2 separate regions of the Pan troglodytes genome follow, and region 2 is linked to region 1. Evidence: chromatin contacts called from public Hi-C data. All regions are on one chromosome and are shown on one strand. Each heading gives the region's core, a stretch centred on a gene start, on an enhancer-like site or on the middle of the called end of the contact. The rest is flanking DNA. Distances are from core to core; before and after follow the strand shown.

What was found. A called contact is a pair of places that touch in the nucleus more often than the background predicts.
Region 2: a Hi-C map of induced pluripotent stem cells shows a contact between it and region 1, with 2.8 times the contacts expected there. The contact joins the promoter of ONECUT2 here to the enhancer-like site in region 1. A contact is called at or near these places in 1 of 7 Hi-C or Micro-C datasets (induced pluripotent stem cells) and 1 of 1 datasets of contacts at active chromatin or transcription factors (stem cell-derived excitatory neurons).

What each region holds. Positions count from the first base shown.
Region 1 is chr17:67,180,223-67,183,105 of NHGRI_mPanTro3-v2.0_pri, forward strand. No RefSeq gene overlaps it. Among named protein-coding and RNA genes, the nearest start is that of BOD1L2, 25 kb to the right of the region's middle. Within about 2 kb of position 1,634, at least 3 of the 24 cell types and tissues checked have an H3K27ac peak or open chromatin away from gene starts, as enhancers often do. A contact at or near this core is called in induced pluripotent stem cells, where this site is marked.
Region 2 is chr17:67,499,313-67,502,012 of NHGRI_mPanTro3-v2.0_pri, forward strand. ONECUT2 (one cut homeobox 2) reads left to right here and starts at 1,296. Exons shown (of 2, transcript XM_009434127.5): 1 at 1,296-2,700. The coding sequence starts at 1,648.

The sequences.
Region 1 (2,883 bases), core at 384-2,883:
CAGCCTTGGCCTCCCAAATTGTTGGGGTTACAGGCGTGAATCACTACACCTAGCCATATATTCGTATTTGTGTGAAAGGGATGCATGCAATTCTCAAGTCATGGGGTGTGTGTGTGTGTGAAAGAATAGTAGATATTCTATCTCTTCTGATAAAATTATACACTCGCCAAAGTCGGAGCTATATTTTCTCTTTCTTTAGATCTATGGTGTCCAATATGGTAGCCACCTGGGGCTATTGAGCCCTTGAAAGGTGGCAAGTCAAGTTGAGATGTGCTATAAATATAAAATACACACTGTGGATTTTAAAGACTTAGTATAAAAAAAAGAATGTAAAGTAGTGCGATCATTTAAAAATATTGAGTGAATGTTGAAATGGTATTTTGGCTATATTGAATAAAATATATTATTAAAAATTAATTTCACAGCCAAGATGTCCTTTGGTAGATGAATGAATTAAAAAAAAACGAATGCATTCATAAAATGGATATTATTCAGTGCAAAAAAGAAATGAGCTCTCAAGCTGTGAAAAGATATGGAGGAACTTTAAATGCATATTGCTAAGTGAAAGAAACCATACTGAAAAACTATACATTGTAAGATTCTGCTTATTTAACACTCTGGGAAAGGCAAAACTATGGAGACAGTGAAAAGATCAGTTGTTACCAGAGGGTTGGGGAGGGGAGGCAAGGATGGAGGAACAGGTGGATCATAGGGATTTTTAAAGCAGTGATACTATTCTGTATGATTCTACATTGGTAACACATGTCATTTATACATTTGTTAAAGTCCATAGAAGTATACAACACAGTGAGCCCTAATGTAAACTATGGGCTTTAGTTAACAACAATGTATGAACATCGGTTCATCAATTGTAATAAATGTACCACACTAATGGAAGATGCTAGTAGGGGAAGTGTGAAGTGTGTGTGCATGTGTGTGCACGCGAGTGCGCAGGCCTGAGTATGTATGGCAGGGGTGCTATATGGGAACTCTGAACTTCCTGTTCAAATTTTCTGTAAACCTAAAACTGATTTTTATAAAGTAAAGTCTATTAATTGAAAAATTAATTCTACTTATTTCTTTGTACGTTTATTAATGTGGCTACTAGAAAAATTAAAATTGCATATGTGGCTTGCTTTTTAGATTTCTACTGGACAGAGCTCCTTAGACTAGGCCTGTATCTCCCAGGCCAGGTGCTTAAGTTGCCTAAGTACTTAGCAAAGGTTTACTTGGCTTGCTTAACCAGCAGGCCAGCGATCATTTGTAAGGCGCAAAAACAGAATCAATCAAGGCCCAGAGAGATCCCTAGAGCTGATGGGCTCCATTTTCCTTGCAGCCCACTTTGGGGAGGGGCAGTGGGAATGGCCAGAGAGAGGAGACGGCGGCTTCCTGCTTTCTGCTGGCTTGAGCTGCTCGGGAAAGCGGAGTGGTCTTTGTGTAGCCAGAAAACGTGAGGTTCCTGGACCTCCTTCCACGCCCTAACCGCCGCCCGCAAACTCAGGGGAGGCAGGGCAGAAGCAGCCCCCAGCCCCCCACTTCCAGCGCTTCTGGGAGTGCACGTGCGTTGCTGAGCGTGGCCTGAGCCCGGTCAGCGGCCGGGTCGCAGCCCCCGGTCCCGCGGCGACCCTGGCCCAGGAAGGAGCCCAGTAGGGGGTGCGCTTTCCCCGGCCTCCCGAGGCGGGATCGGGGCCGGGCTCCACTCGGTGAGAGGATCCTGCCAGCCAGCTGGGTGAAAGACCCACAGAAATCCCGAACTGGCTGCAAGATGCTTTGGTAGCTGGCGCCTTTAGTCGGGTTCCTACAGTTTTGCAGAGAAGTCTATGAGTGATCGTTTTCATCAATCCCAAAGTAGGAGTGGAAGCAACCTCCCTTCTTCCTAGCTGCACCCGGAAGCGCAACCCAGCAAAGAGCCTGTCGTTCACCCCTGGGGGATTGTCCCAGGGAAGCCACGTCGCAGAGCCTTCTCTCCTCCACTGCCCATCTCTGCAATCAAGAAGTCTGAGTGCAAACCGGGCACCCCCTGTACCTTGGGCTGTTGGATTTAATCAGGGCCATGGTCCAAATGCAATAGGGGGATCAGGGCAGCCCCCAGGCCCCATGACTGGATTAGAAGCTCCTTCATTCCTCAAATACCTGTATGTATTTTTCTTTTAAATTTTGAAATATTTCAAACACACAGAAAAGCAGACAAAGAATACTGTAGGGCTCCTATAGAACCACCACCCAGATATAACAAACGTTAATATGTTGCCAAAAGTCTTCCAGTAATTTTTTAAAGAAATAAAAGCTGTTACAGAGTCGGAGAGCTCCAGCATCCCCAACCCCATCCTGTGCCTTCTCTCTCCTCTCCGAGGGAGCCTCTCTCCTGATACTACTGGACTCCTTTCCTACCCAGGCTTCATATGTTATCTACGACATAGCCATAAACAATATGTATTATTGTTTTTATCAAAGTCCAATCAATATTTATTGGATGCCTAGTATGCACCTGCCATTGTTCTAGGCTTTGAGGATAGAGCAATGAAAAACCGAATCCCAATACTCGAGCTTAAATACTAGTAAGGAAGACAAATGAAAAACAAACAAGTATGAGTGTGCTGAAGAAAAATCAGCCAGGAGTGCAGTCCATTGCCTTCCTCGGAGTGGGTCCTATCTTCCTATCATCTTACACTTTTGACTTCTCATCGGAGGTCTTTCTTCCTGTGGGTGTCCCCTTCCCCTGGGTGGTGGAAATTTACAGAGAGGTTTTACATTTGCTTCTGCTGGAAGCACCAGGGGCTCATTTGTTTGTGAATGGTTTGTATAGATACTTTAGCCTGCGGTTTACATTTGGACTTCACCTCTATAGGAGCTGCAGTCTTGGGATGTCAATATCACAGGGCA
Region 2 (2,700 bases), core at 46-2,545, 320 kb after region 1:
TACGTTTAAGGCTTTATGCCGGGTGTTGGCCTCTCTGTCTTCAACTACCCCTCCACCCCCACTCGGACTGCAGAAATCTCCAACTCTCTGTCCCCCAGTTCCACTCCCACCTCCAGACCTGGGGTTGCCAAACAACGGAAATTCTAGGAAGACGTAGGTGCGGTTTTTAAAGCCTTGGCTTGTGAGCTTTCTCAGGCTGGCCGGGGCGCTGGTCTTTTCAGAAACAAGGTTTGAATATGCAGATGTCAGCCAGGATTCCTTGTCGTCTGCCCACCGCCGTTCCTCTCCCGGGATTCGAGAGAAGCGGGAGTGTGTGTGTGTGTGTGTGCGCGCGCGTGTGTGTGTCGCGTGTTAGGAGAAAGGTCCGTGGTTGCCGTCTCAGCTGGTTTGCTTACTCTCTGCCCCCAGGAGAAGTTTGCTCACTTGGGACACCAGCGACCCTCCTCACCTCCACCTCACCGGTTCTACACTCTCCCCACTTCTTTCCAAGTCGCTGATGCAGAAAGCACTTGGTCACCTTGAAACGGCAGCTCCCGGAATTCTAGTTTTGTTTTGCAATCTAGCAGGGCTCTTCGGAAGCCTCATAACTGAGATTTATGGGCTCACCGGGTAATTAAATGATGTTATTGTGTTAACTTTGCATGCATTACTGCTGCCCGCGCCGCCCGTGGGCCGCCGGCCGGCCGCAGCTCGCTGGCGGCGAGGGCGCTACAGTTGCTCTGACCGCGTAGATTATGCATGTCCCGGCCTCGGGAATTTACCATGCATTAGAATACATTAGCGCCTGCATTTTAAAAGGCTAAACTATTGGCTCCCAGCTAGGGACTCTCGGGAAGTGGCTTGTTAGTGACGAGTGTTTGTCTACACTGGCACATAACGGAGTCTTTTGCTCCCGGCTTACTCGCCTCCAGGAAAGCTTTGGGGTGAGGCGAAGGCGATTGAAGCAATGCCCCTTCCCCCAGATCGCAGCTGCTCAGGGGGGACACAGCACGGCATCTTTCACCGAATCTCTCTCGCTCGCTCGCACTCCAGCCTCCCTCTCCCCAGCGACCCCCCCCTTCTCCTCCCTCCCTCTCCTTGACGTTTGATTCCAGTAGCAAAGGAGGTAAAAAAGGCACCGAGCCGTCAGCCAAACCTGAAAAGCGCGGCCCCGCCCCCTCCACAGCCACTGGTAGCTTCCCGTGGAAGGCCCGCCTCCCGGGGCAGCTGCGGCCTCGGAGTGGTTGCGCGTGGCGCCCGTCGGGCGTGGCCCCGCCCCAGGTCCGGGAGGGTAGGTTGGCTGCCCCGGCGAGCGGCAGAGCCCTTCTGGACAGCTCCCGCTCACCCAAACAGAAGACGTCGGCGCCGGAGCGGGCTCGGACATGGCGAGGCTGCGAGCCGGCCCGAGCGGCGGGGCCCGGTGATCCCTCCCTCCCTCCCCGTCCCCTCCCCTCTCCCGCACGCACGCCCCGTCCGCCCCCACCCCGCCCCCACCCCGGGCGAGCCCGCCCGCAGCCCGGGGCGCACACCCGCACGCGCACTCCCCTCCACTCACTCCCGCACTCTCGCGCCCGCCCCCACTCCCGCAGCCGAGCCCCGCCACGCGCGCCTTGCCCGCCCGCCGGCCGCCCCCGCCGCCCCTGTCGCCCCCGGGCCCCAATGGACTGAATGAAGGCTGCCTACACCGCCTATCGATGCCTCACCAAAGACCTAGAAGGCTGCGCCATGAACCCGGAGCTGACAATGGAAAGTCTGGGCACTTTGCACGGGCCGGCCGGCGGCGGCAGTGGCGGGGGCGGCGGCGGGGGCGGCGGGGGCGGCGGCGGGGGCCCGGGCCATGAGCAGGAGCTGCTGGCCAGCCCCAGCCCCCACCACGCGGGCCGCGGCGCCGCTGGCTCGCTGCGGGGCCCTCCGCCGCCTCCAACCGCGCACCAGGAGCTGGGCACGGCGGCAGCGGCGGCAGCGGCGGCGTCGCGCTCGGCCATGGTCACCAGCATGGCCTCGATCCTGGACGGCGGCGACTACCGGCCCGAGCTCTCCATCCCGCTGCACCACGCCATGAGCATGTCCTGCGACTCGTCTCCGCCTGGCATGGGCATGAGCAACACCTACACCACGCTGACACCGCTCCAGCCGCTGCCACCCATCTCCACCGTGTCTGACAAGTTCCACCACCCTCACCCGCACCACCATCCGCACCACCACCACCACCACCACCACCAGCGCCTGTCCGGCAACGTCAGCGGCAGCTTCACCCTCATGCGCGACGAGCGCGGGCTCCCGGCCATGAACAACCTCTACAGTCCCTACAAGGAGATGCCCGGCATGAGCCAGAGCCTGTCCCCGCTGGCCGCCACGCCGCTGGGCAACGGGCTAGGCGGCCTCCACAACGCGCAGCAGAGTCTGCCCAACTACGGTCCGCCGGGCCACGACAAAATGCTCAGCCCCAACTTCGACGCGCACCACACTGCCATGCTGACCCGCGGTGAGCAACACCTGTCCCGCGGCCTGGGCACCCCACCTGCGGCCATGATGTCGCACCTGAACGGCCTGCACCACCCGGGCCACACTCAGTCTCACGGGCCGGTGCTGGCACCCAGTCGCGAGCGGCCACCCTCGTCCTCATCGGGCTCGCAGGTGGCCACGTCGGGCCAGCTGGAAGAAATCAACACCAAAGAGGTGGCCCAGCGCATCACAGCGGAGCTGAAGCGCTACAGTATC